Linked DNA regions of Sus scrofa: all the other regions are linked to region 3. A link is a contact called in public Hi-C and promoter capture Hi-C data. All regions are on one chromosome and are shown on one strand. Each heading gives the region's core, a stretch centred on a gene start, on an enhancer-like site or on the middle of the called end of the contact. The rest is flanking DNA. Distances are from core to core; before and after follow the strand shown. Region 1 holds the start of CUL3 (cullin-3). Region 2 holds the start of MRPL44 (mitochondrial ribosomal protein L44). Region 3 holds the start of MOGAT1 (2-acylglycerol O-acyltransferase 1).

Evidence for each region. Promoter capture Hi-C pulls out the DNA fragments that hold promoters and counts their contacts. Hi-C and Micro-C count contacts between places; a contact is called where the count stands out from the background.
Region 1: a contact with region 3 is called in a Hi-C map of liver, with 4 times the contacts expected there. The contact joins the promoter of CUL3 here to the promoter of MOGAT1 in region 3. A contact is called at or near these places in 1 of 5 promoter capture datasets (liver) and 1 of 47 Hi-C or Micro-C datasets (liver).
Region 2: a contact with region 3 is called in a promoter capture Hi-C map of liver, with 6 times the contacts expected there. The contact joins the promoter of MRPL44 here to the promoter of MOGAT1 in region 3. A contact is called at or near these places in 1 of 5 promoter capture datasets (liver) and 1 of 2 datasets of contacts at active chromatin or transcription factors (skeletal muscle).

What each region holds. Positions count from the first base shown.
Region 1 is chr15:126,284,786-126,288,622 of Sscrofa11.1, reverse strand. It overlaps CUL3 (cullin-3), which reads left to right and starts at 1,475. Exons shown (of 16, transcript XM_021075736.1): 1 at 1,475-1,955. The coding sequence starts at 1,890. It overlaps LOC102163217 (a long non-coding RNA gene), which reads right to left and starts at 1,230. Exons shown (of 4, transcript XR_002339139.1): 1 at 1,185-1,230.
Region 2 is chr15:125,730,222-125,734,062 of Sscrofa11.1, reverse strand. It overlaps MRPL44 (mitochondrial ribosomal protein L44), which reads right to left and starts at 1,644. Exons shown (of 4, transcript NM_001243405.1): 1 at 1,448-1,644. The coding sequence starts at 1,626.
Region 3 is chr15:124,566,561-124,570,188 of Sscrofa11.1, reverse strand. It overlaps MOGAT1 (2-acylglycerol O-acyltransferase 1), which reads right to left and starts at 1,740. Exons shown (of 8, transcript XM_003133676.4): 1 at 1,521-1,740. The coding sequence starts at 1,614. It also overlaps the pseudogene LOC100523928.

The DNA.
Region 1 (3,837 bases), core at 226-2,725, 1.7 Mb before region 3:
TTAGCAATACCAGAAAACAAAACAAAAAATATTATGTTTCCAATGGGGGCATTTCAACTAAGAAGGGGGTAAAGCACAATACTTTCTGATAACTAAATCTAGAGATCAGGATTAAAGTAATTAGGGCAAATTCAACCTTATAGTGAACAATCAAAAGGTATATTTCAGCTCACTTATTTTTTTAAAAGTATAAAAAACCCCAGCTTCCAAATACTACAAAAGTACTGAACTCCAGCTGTTTAAAAAGGCATTAAAAATAAGTTTGAAAGTATTAATACTGCAGCTTCCAAATGTAGATACCCATCTCAGCAATAAGTTCTTATTTAACGTGAGATCACAAACTTTAGTGGGCATTCACACATTCCTCTGCAGAGTCAGAAATTCAAATACCACATCGACTGAGCAAAGAGTTAAGTTAGGAAATAAAATTCGTAGTAAATGCAAAGCAAAACTGATAAATCAAACTAAACTTTTTGACCACAATGCCAAAAAGTTTTGCCCCAAATTATCAGCAAACTGGAATCAAAGACAAAAAATTTTGGCTTTCAAAACCTATGGCACTCTCATAACGATAAAAATGATTTGTCAGATTAAAGATAGGTTTCTATCATCCATTTACCAAAATAGTGCACTCCATTAAGGGAGCTGTCATTTTACTTCAACGGTAAAGAAAAAGAAATATTGACACTAGTAAGTCCTGGGTCCCTCAGAAAATATCAGTGAATCAAGAACTTCTGCAGTTTAAGGAAAATCTGTGGATTAAAATCTCCACTTCTGAATCCTGACAGCTGGGGTGTGCATATCCAATCCGAATACCTTGTTAGGCATACAGGACCCTAATTTCTGCCACTGCAGGTAACTCCTACACAACTATTCTTTCAACTTTCTGGCTTCTGCTCAAGTACCCATCCCTAGTACACCTGCCCTAGAAAAACACAGGAACCAGTTCTAGGACGTGGTTATCCAGCTAGCACCCCATACTCCTCCCCGAGACTACCCGCCGCCCGCCCTAGCTCGGCCCGGCCCGGCCCGGCCCACCCCAGCCCATCGCAGCGCCGCCGGGCCCAGCCCAGCGGAACCCCAGCCTACTACAGTCCTGCTCCGGCTCTCGGAACTTCCCCCGCCCACTCCGTCCACGTGAACAGGACCCCCACCGGCTCCGCACTCCACCAATCAGCAGTCACCTCCGCCCAGGATCCGGTCTCCAACGCTCCCCTTTCAAAAAGTCAGCTTACTCCTCCCGCCCTCGGTCCCGCCCCTTTCCCACCTCCCCGCCCCGCTGGCCCCTCCCACTTCCCCAACTCCCTATTCCTCTCTTCCCCTCCCGTTGCCCCCTCCCGCTTCCAGGCTTCGCCCCGCCCCACCCAGGGCAGCGCGCTCGCCCTCTTCTCGCGAGATCTGAGCGTCCCCGCCGCGGCCGCCCGCTTCCCCCTCCCGTCCTCCCACCCCCCCTTCCCCCAATCTCTCCACTCTCCGGCTCTCCTCCCTCCCTCCTCCCCCCTCCACCCTCTGGGCCGGATCTCGTCTCGCTGAGGCGGAGGAGGAGAAGGAGGAGGAGGAGGACGTTCGGCCTGCGCAGTGAGATGTTTGTCCGTCGCCGCCGCCGCCGCCATCGCGGAGGAGCGCGATAAAGGGAGCCGAGCCGGTCGAGAGGAGGACCCCGCGGAGCCGCCCCGCCAGCGCAGCCCCCCAGCCAAGCCCGAGCCGCCGGAGCCCGAGCCGCCGCCGCCCCCGCCGCGGCCGCCCAGGGGCCGGCCAGCTCTCCAGCCCAGCCCGGGGGCCGCCGCCGCCGCCCCCAGCGTCGCCCCTCGCCTGCCCGCCCGCCTTAAATGTGACACCGGCGCCTCGGAGTGCGACCCGAAGCCGCCGCCGGGGAGGGGACGAGCACCATGTCGAATCTGAGCAAAGGCACGGGCAGCCGGAAGGACACCAAGATGCGGATCCGGGCCTTTCCGGTGAGTCGCTTCTCGCCGCCTGGGACCCCGGGGCCGGGGGCCCGGCCGAAAGCCGCACGCGAGGCCCGGGCTGAACTCCCCCAACAGGCCGCAGGCCCGGCCTCCCCTCCCCCACGCCGCCGGCCGCGGGGCGCGAGCCTTCCAGGCAACCGGGCTGCGCGGGGCTCCAGCGCGGCAGCCTCCCGGGCCGTTCCCCGCGCCCCGCGCCCCTGTCCGGCGCCGCGCCCCCGCCCCGGAGCTGCGCCTCCTGGGGCCCCGCGGGCGTCGGCTGCGGCTGGGGCCCCTTCGCCGGTCCCAGCACCCCCGTCCACGTTCCTGGGGTGTAGGCCCAACCCCTAGCATTCCGCTCCTCGGTTCCCGGGACCCCCGGCCCTGCAGGGATGAGGACTGTGGAAGTCCTCCTCGTATGGGGCGTGTGTGTAACTTTTCACGTGGGGTTTCGCTGCGGTTTAAAAAATAACCCAACCTAAAAGATGGCCAGCCAAACGTTTCGGATGGTGAAGGGGGCTGTCCTCTCCTTTTCCTCCCCTCTTCAGGAAGGGCTATGCCTTCAACCTACCCCCGACGCAGTGACAGCCTTTCCACGTAATGCTCCGTAGTAATGTACTAATAACATCGGGTGTGTTTATAACGTCTTTCATCCACAAGCTTCCAAAGCACTTTACAAACTTGTGCAGGAATTGCCTTGCCACTCAAGAGGAGACAAGAGAAATCAAATTGGACAATTGGTTCTCCATTTCTTGGCCGTGGAAGCCCAAAAGAATGAGTAGTCATCACTCCGAGTTGCTTTGCTTTAGGTTTTAGTGACAGCAAACGTATTCTGTTCAGAAACTTTTTCTTTTTTAGCATTACGTTGAGTCATACGCTTGCGGTGTTTAGTATATAGGGTATAACTTTGGATGTCGTATCTGATTCAGATAGCCAATGGCAAGCAATTAAAATGTGCAGTTGGAACAGAGAAACTGGACATACTTGCTCATGTCGCTACAGTAACAGATACACGTCAAGATAGACAAGCTAGCAGTTGAGCAGAAGATTTTAAAACAGTGAAACTAGAGAAAGATGTTGGGTTTCCTGTCTTAGAATCACAAACACATATCCTGTGAGGGGGGGAAAGAGAGGGTCTGTACTTAACTTTTCAAAGCATGCTTTTTTCTAAAGTGTAGTTTGCAATGGGGAAAGATTTATTCATATAAATGTCCTAGTTTGGTAAGAAATTGACCCAGGGAGGTTGAGGACCTCTCTGAAAATTCTTTAGATTTAAAAGAAAAAAAATGCTCCTGATGCAGAATTCTGAAATTGTAATAATGTAAATATTGATGTCAGTGTGAAGAGACTTCCAGCTTTATGTAAATAAAGGGAGGATATACTTAAGGAGAATTAAATTTTTTGATGGTGGTTAAAGGGATTTTGATTTTTTTGAAGGTTTTTTTCCTAAGTGAATATGAGAAACTACAACGAAAATGAGAAATATTGACAGAAGAGCACTAATGAAATTCATTAGCGTGTTTTCCCTTATAATGGAACAATGAACTGGGTTTATGAATTTGTGAGTGATACTAGTTTTCCTACTAAATCAGTTCTGAACATCTTTAGCAGAATCTAGAATTATTCAGCATTTAAAATGATTTTATACAAGTTTTTTAGGAAAAGTTTGCTATTCTTGAAGTCTGAGTTCTCCTAATTAAGATTAGGAGAAATAGCTCACATTTGACATCAACTCATATATGTTAATATTCTGATTAACCATTTATCTGTGTGTAGTCAACTCTTTGATCACTTGGTCTGTCTGTTTCTGTTTGTTTTTCCATTCCTTCATTCATTCAACAAATACTGAGGACTGTGTGCCAGGCGCCCTGTGCAGGGGTTTGGGATAAATAAG
Region 2 (3,841 bases), core at 395-2,894, 1.2 Mb before region 3:
CGCAAACATTTTTCACTGTGATGCAATTTTATTCATTATATAAAGGAAATTTTAAAAGACTGACTTTCATTTTAATTCCAGACTCTGATTTTCTGAAAATTAAAACTCAAGTCCGAAGATTATTTGTGGTTCTTTGCCGGATTAATTTTCCCTAAATCAACCGCCACATCGAAACGGTTTTTCAGTATCAAAGACTAAAACATTATCCTAACTTTTGGGTTCTTTATTTCTGCTCTAACCACAGACCTACTTTATACTTAGACATGAAATACAAAGTATAATTTCATAGGTTCAAGCCATAAACAGTAAGCACATTTTATTTACCCAGTATTTTACTGATTTAAGTTTTGATAGCATCCATTTAAATGAGCAATTAAATAAACTAGTATCAATATTATAAGTATGTTAAAAGTTCATAATCATTCTCAAGAGTGACTAAAAGGTCTTAAAGAAAACTCTTTTAAGTAAAAAATGGCAACAAACTATAAAGATCTGGATTATAAATCAAAATGTATATAATCTGTAAAGTTTCTTCCAACTCCAAAAGCCTAATCTCAACAATAATCAAAGAAATGCGAACTAAGAAACACTATTTTGTTATTCTTTTTAGGAAAAGAACTTAGTATTTTGTTTTTGAAAGAACTTTTAAAGAGTACAGAACTATGATCACATATATTCCTAAATTAGGTATGTAAACCAGATCAACTTTTTTTAGAGGGGAGGGCAATATTAAAGTACCTATCAAAATTTCATACTAAATTTCCAAAGGAGTAATAACTTCAAAGCTATTCACTGTTACATCAGTGGTGACAGCAGTAACATGGAATTCGAACACCCATAAATGGAGCCATAAAAGAGTGAGGTTCATTTACCTATACGACCACAACTACGTGTCAGAGATACATTATTAAAGAGAAAAAGATGCAAAACCTCATGTCTAATAGGATCTTTTGGGGGGGCGGGGGGGGGTAGCTATAAAGATCTGCATCTCTTTCTACGAGAACTTCTACTACTGGAGCAAGGTTAATCAAGGCAAAAACCAGACGTCAAACCGTTTTCCTTTTACTCTGGACAGTGGACTTGTGACTGTACACTTAATCTTTTTCCTTGCCCCAAATCCCGAAGAAGTCTCAGGCAAGACAAAACAGGGGCCACAGCACCCAAGCCCAGATGAAGGTGACCCAGCCGGCCTTATTTCTCGTAACTCTCACTTGACAGGATTCTAAGTGGGAGCTCCGAAGTGTCGGAACCCCTCGGCAGAAATCCATTCCCTTGCCTCGGGCCACTCATGTCCGTCCCGCGGGTGCCTCCACCGCACAAACTCCTCGTCGCCAGCCAGGGGCGCACTAACGACGAGCAACCCGCGCCGCCGCCCGGCCGAGGCCGCAGAGGAGACCTCGCCGGGTCCTCGACAGCCACCCTGACCCCTTCCCTAGACGACTCCTACCGGCGCACGGGCGGCGGAGGGCACCTGAGGAGGCGCCACCGCTCCAACTCCTTCTGGAAGCGGTAGGCGGCGCGGAAGCCCTTCTTTGCTCCCCGAACTGGCGGGGCGAGAGTCGGGGCGGCCGGTGCCAGGAGGCGGCGAGGTCCCCACTGCAGCAGCCTCACCAGCCCGGATGCCATCGCAGGGGAGAGAGCAATGGAGGGCGGAAGGAAAAGAGCCGGATCAGTGTCCCCGGTAACACCGTCCCCCCCGGAACTGGTGGTGGAAAGCGAAGGTGGAGCGGAGCCAGAGCGGGGCAGCAGACAGCCGAGGCTGTTTTACTGCGCATGCACACTCTGTGGGGTTGGTTTGTTTGCTCACCTGGTTTTTACTCTGGTGAACTTGGTTTGAGGTCCGTTTGGATCCAGAAATTTCTCGAAGTTGCTTCGTTTTGTTGGTTGCTCTCGTTCCTTCCTTTCATTAATGTAAAACAGAAGAACAGATTCACGTTTAAAGAAAACACATTCTCACTTATCAGACACAACTTAGAATAGATTTACAAGGAGATCCTGCTGAATAGTATTGAGAACTATGTCTAGATACTCATGTTGCAATAGAACAAAGAGTGGGGGAAAAAACGCAATTGTAATGTATACATGTAAGGATAACCTGACCCCCTTGTTGTACAGTGGGAAAATAAAAAAAAAAAAAAAAAAGAAAAGAAAAAGAAAACACATTCTCAAAAGGGAGGAAACACTTCTTAGCAACATATTATTTAGAGTTCCAGACCATCAAGCGAAACACTGTTTATGTGCAAATATTTACCTGGCATATCTCCAAAAGCCTTTCTTTCAAGAGACCTAGAATAAGAGATACTGACTTACCCAAATTAAAATTGTTACTTAAAAAAAAAATCTAACAGTACCAGTTTTTATTAATCAAAGAAAGGAAGTGGGATGGACTGGAAATTTGGGGTTAATAGATGCAAACTATTGCCTTTGGAATGGATAAGCAATGAGATCCTGCTGTATAGCCCTGAGAACTATATCTAGTCACTTATGATAGAGCATGATAATGTGAGAAAAAGGAATGTGTATGTGTGACTGGGTCACCTCGCTGTACAGTAGAAAATTGACAGAACACTGTAAACCAGCTATAATGGGGGGAAAAATCATTGGATTAAAAAAAAAATAGGAGTTCCCATCATGGCACAGCGGAAACGAATCAGACTAGGAACCATGAGGTTCTGGGTTTGATTCCTGGCCTCGCCCAGTGGGTTAAGGATCTGGCTTGCTGTGAGCTGTGGTTTAGGTCACAGATGAGGCTTGGATCCAGCATTGCCGTGGCTGTAGTGTAGGCTGGCGGCTGTAATTCCAATTAGACCCCTAGCCTGGAAACCTCCATATCTATGGGTGTAGCCCTAAAAAGACAAAAGACCAATAAATAAATAAAATAAATAAATAAATAAATAACAGTGGACTTATAGGTCTTTTTTCTTTCATTCTATAGCAATATGATTATATTGCTTTCCCACTAACCTTACTGTGATTTTTAAAAAATACCTAACGTTAATGCACAAAGGAAGACTTGTCTGAATTCCTAGTTTTGAGTTGCCTACTGAACATCTGGACATTCAAAAGGACACTCTTCTGTGTTTTCTTTGCCCCGATATAGACACCCAGATTGGGTTCTTATGTCTTCAGTGGTTCCTATTTCCAATCTTTTGTCCAGTTGTCAAGTTCTTTTTCAGTTTATTTCCAAAGCAGCTACCTGATGGCTAGCCTACCTCCCTCCCAGGTTGTTGTAATTAGCTTCCAAAGTAATGTGTCTTATACTCTCTTTCTTGGACACATCTCACCTACATTCATATCCCAGATGAAACACAGACCCAAGCATGTTACTACTTAGGTCAAGGATTTTCAATGTTGGGAGTTCCCATTGTGGCTCAGTGGAAATGAACCAGACTAGTATCCATGAGGACACAGGTTCAATCCCTGATCTAGCTCAGTGGGTCAAGGATCTGGCATTGCCATGAGCTATGGCATAGGTTGCAGATGCAGCTCAGATCCAGGATTGCTGTGACTGTGGTGTAGGCTGGCAGCCACAGCTCGGATTTGACCCCTAGCCTGGGAACTTCCATATGCCAAGGGTATGGCCCTAAAAAAAGGCAAAAAAAAAAAAAGAGGAAGAATTTCCAATGTTAGCAGCTGATCAAACTTCTGTCAGGCTCCTCCAAGCCCTCTTCTCAAGGAGGCTTTGACCTTAGGCTTCAGTCTGTCTGTCTTTGTCATGTCTGCATCACCCAGTGTCAGCAAGAATCTTGTTAGGTCAGTTTAGAGAGAATCCCCCAGCCCAATATCTAATCAAATTCATTACTACTCACTATCCCCCAGTGATGTCTGATCACCCCAGCCT
Region 3 (3,628 bases), core at 491-2,990:
AAGGCACAGTCCTACCTCAAATGGCTGTGAAGATTGCATGGTTAAAGTGTTTAGTGCTTAGAATAGTGCCTGGTACAAACTAAACTCTTGTTGGAAAGAGTAGCTATTATTATCTTCATTGTCCTTTGACCCTTAACAAGTATACCTGTTATTATCTTGATGGTCCTTTGGCCTAGGGTAAAACAAAGTATAACTCTAACAACCCTGTCTCACAGGTTGGCCTCTGAGGACTTAATGAGTTAATGCTTTGAATTCTGTTTTTCAGGAAAATCTGGCTGCATGGTACTCTCTTGGAGAGTTTGTTTAAAAAAGAAAAAATCCTGATGTGCAGGTTCCATTCTGAAACAAATGAATTTGAAATTCTAGGGAGAGAGCTAGGACCTCCTTTTCTTTAGAAACTCCTCCAGTGATTTTACTGTGCAACCAGGGTTGAGAATCTCCGCAGTGCAATGACTTCATTATCGCTATTATTGTGGCCTCAACAGTGTACAACCCAAGATCTAATACTTTAGCCTTCCGAAGAGTTTAAGTTCCCAATAAATCCTGTCCTCTCCTCTCACACCTTCCCCTGGTTTCCCCCAGCCTTTTTCTTCTTTTTTGGCCGCCCCGCGGCATAGAGAGTCCCGGGCCAGGGATCAAATCCGAGCCGTAGCTGCGACCAAAGCCACAGCTATGGCAACGAAGGATCTTTAACTTACTGTGCGGGGGGCAGGGTGTCGAACCTATGTCCCAGCGCTCCCAAGACGCAGCCGATACCCCTTTGCCAGGGCGGGAATCCCCCCACCACTTTATTCCAAGAGCAGAACAAACATCAAGAGAAAAAGCGCTCAGGTAAACCCCTCCCGCCCCAAATCATGACCGGCGCCCGTGTTTCTCTGGGGGCTTAACTGGGAACCGCCTAGAACACACTGCTGAGTCGAATTATTGACAGAGGCCCCCCAACCCAACCCAATGTGTGGTGCAGTCTTTACAGCAAGGTACCTTTCTGCATCCGGAAAATCTTAAGCCCGTAAAAGCTTACACGGGTATCTGTCACGCGGGGGTGGGGGGAGAAGGAAGGAATCAGGTTTTAAATACTTGGGCATTGTTTTTCCATTTATGAATCGAAAACCCGAGAAACGAGTTTATGCACTTTTGAGGGGCTTAAGCGAGATGTCCTACAGCTCGATGGGGTAGTGATTACATTAAGATGCATAATTTGTCAAAACTCATCGAGCTGTGTACTTACAATCTGTACCTTTTATTGTGGGGACGGTACACCTCAATTTTAAAAAACAGCACAAAGTAAAATAAAGTTGGCAAACAGTCGTTTGCTACGAGGTTCACGTGGAAAAATGAATCGAAGAGGAGTCCCAAGTTCGCTACAAACGCTCTCAGTGACCTGCCTGCTCTAACAAGGGAAAATAGTTGGCGGTTCTAAGTCCGTCCTTGGATGGGTGGACAAGGACTGTCCGGGAAGGAGACCGAGCCCCATGCACCGCGGAGTTCTGCCTGGATCTTGAGCGCCCGGGCGTCCTTACCGAGCAGCAGGAAAGACAGGACCCACTGCAGCACCGCCGCGGTCTGCAGCCGCCGCGCCAGCGGGATGTTGAGCGGCGCAAACTCGACCTTCATGGCCCGGCCGAGGCGAGAATGGCTCCGAGCGCGGCCGCCTGGGACCTTGCTGTTTTGTGGCGACTCCGGGGTGTGCGCGGCCTTCCCGCCCGGTGTGGGGCACCGAGGCGCAGAGGAGACGGCGGCGTCTGCGGCGACTCGGGAGTGGGCGCGGACTGGACTTGGTCTCGGGTGGGAGGGCGCGCCGGAGCTGAGGCTGGGGGCCGCCAATCACACGCGCCGAGGCGGGGGAGCAGCTGCGGCGCCTGGGACGCATTGGCTGGCGCGCCCAGGCGCTGGCGAGAGCGTGCCGCGCTGGGCACAGGAGACAGAGAGCGGGGTCAGCTGGCAGCCTGCCCCAACCCGGCAACGCAGGTTCCTGCAACCTCGCCAGAGAACTGGGATCTCCACCCGGCTCTGACAATTGTTCAGCTGATCGATTACTGTGTGCTCAGCTTCAGCATCCGCCCTTAAACCCACCTCTTCCTCCAAAAGTCTGCAGCTAGGAAAGGGTTTGTTCAGGGATCTCCCGCCAGATGGAGGAAGCACAGGATGGTACCCATCTGTTTATTGGTCTCTGTTCTCCACCCCACCCTCAAACTCTGGGGCTTCCTCGGTTTTGTGTCTCAGATTCCTACACGAATCCTGGAAACCTTTCACTTATTCATTCGAAGGACACTTACTGTCTCCCACGAGCCCGGGATCATTCTGGGCTCTAGAGATACACCCAGTAACCAAGCCATTCATTGATTTTGCTCTCAGAGAGCACAAATTATGGGGACAAGACAAACATAAGAAAAATAACCACACAATTGGGTGTGTAATTGCAAAATGAAACCCTTCTATGAATGAACGGGAAGGTTGTAGGACTTAGACTGAAGGGTTACTGAAGAAGCTACACTTTAATTGTAATAGTTAATCTAGTCCGAGAAAGGGGAGGCACATGTGCAAAGGTCCTGTGGCTGAAGCTCAAAGAAGACCAATATAATGGGAGTTCAGGGAACAAGGAAGAAATGGGAGGGAGATGAGGCAAAAATGGTGGTAAGCAACCAGATCCTTGCAAGTTGTGTTTAGGGTTCAAGTCTTTTACCTTAAAGACTTGCCACTGAAAAATTTCAATTATGATGTGTTAAACAGATCCTAAATTGTGCCTCATTCTGTGAGCACCCACTACATTTTCTTTAGAAATCTTACTTACTGCATAGTTGACCAATACCAAGTGGCAGGGAGCTGTCAGATCATTGCTAGAGGGAATCTGTTTCAGATTCCCTCTAGCAACACAACAGAGCTGACTACCCATCCCCCCACCGTGCCCCTTTTTACTTCAACATTTTAATAGAAAGTTAGATTAAAACAATTGCCTGGGTAGTTCAGGGCGAGTTGTGACTTTTTGTGTGCAAAATTTGCTGACTTTTTCCTAATTGAGAAATCACTTTTTTTTTTCTGCCGCATTTTCTTTATTTCAAGCCGCAGGTCTACCTGGAGGGTCATGCAGCAAGTGGCTCATAAATAAAATCAGAGTCTTTGAATAGTGTCATCACATTAAAAGACAGAACTTCTGGATTTTCCCACTGCGTAAAGAGCCTGCATCTTTGGAATCCATGAATTGGTATTATTTATGCCACGCCTGAGAGGTACCTTGCTCCAATTAACATTACCATACTACTCACTATAAAAAAGCCCAAGGGTAGGCTACTGAAGATACTAGGGTCACCATTTTCTGGATACTGAGTTGTAACCCAACCCATGGACTTCTTCACAGCTTTCTTCCATGTGGAATAACGAATTTCACTTTCTTTAGCATTGATCTGAGGTTCAAACCGCTCCATCGTGACAGCTGATAAATCCTCAGGTTTGAGACTCCAAACGCCAACTCCTTCTGCAGCCCCTGCTGCCATGGCAGCTCCCAAGGCGGTTGTTTCTGGCATTGAGGGCTTCACTACTGGGATATACAGAATGTCTGCTTGTAGCTGCATAAGAATTTTGTTGTTGGTCATTCCCCCATCTACCTGCAAATGGCTGAGTGGAATTCCAC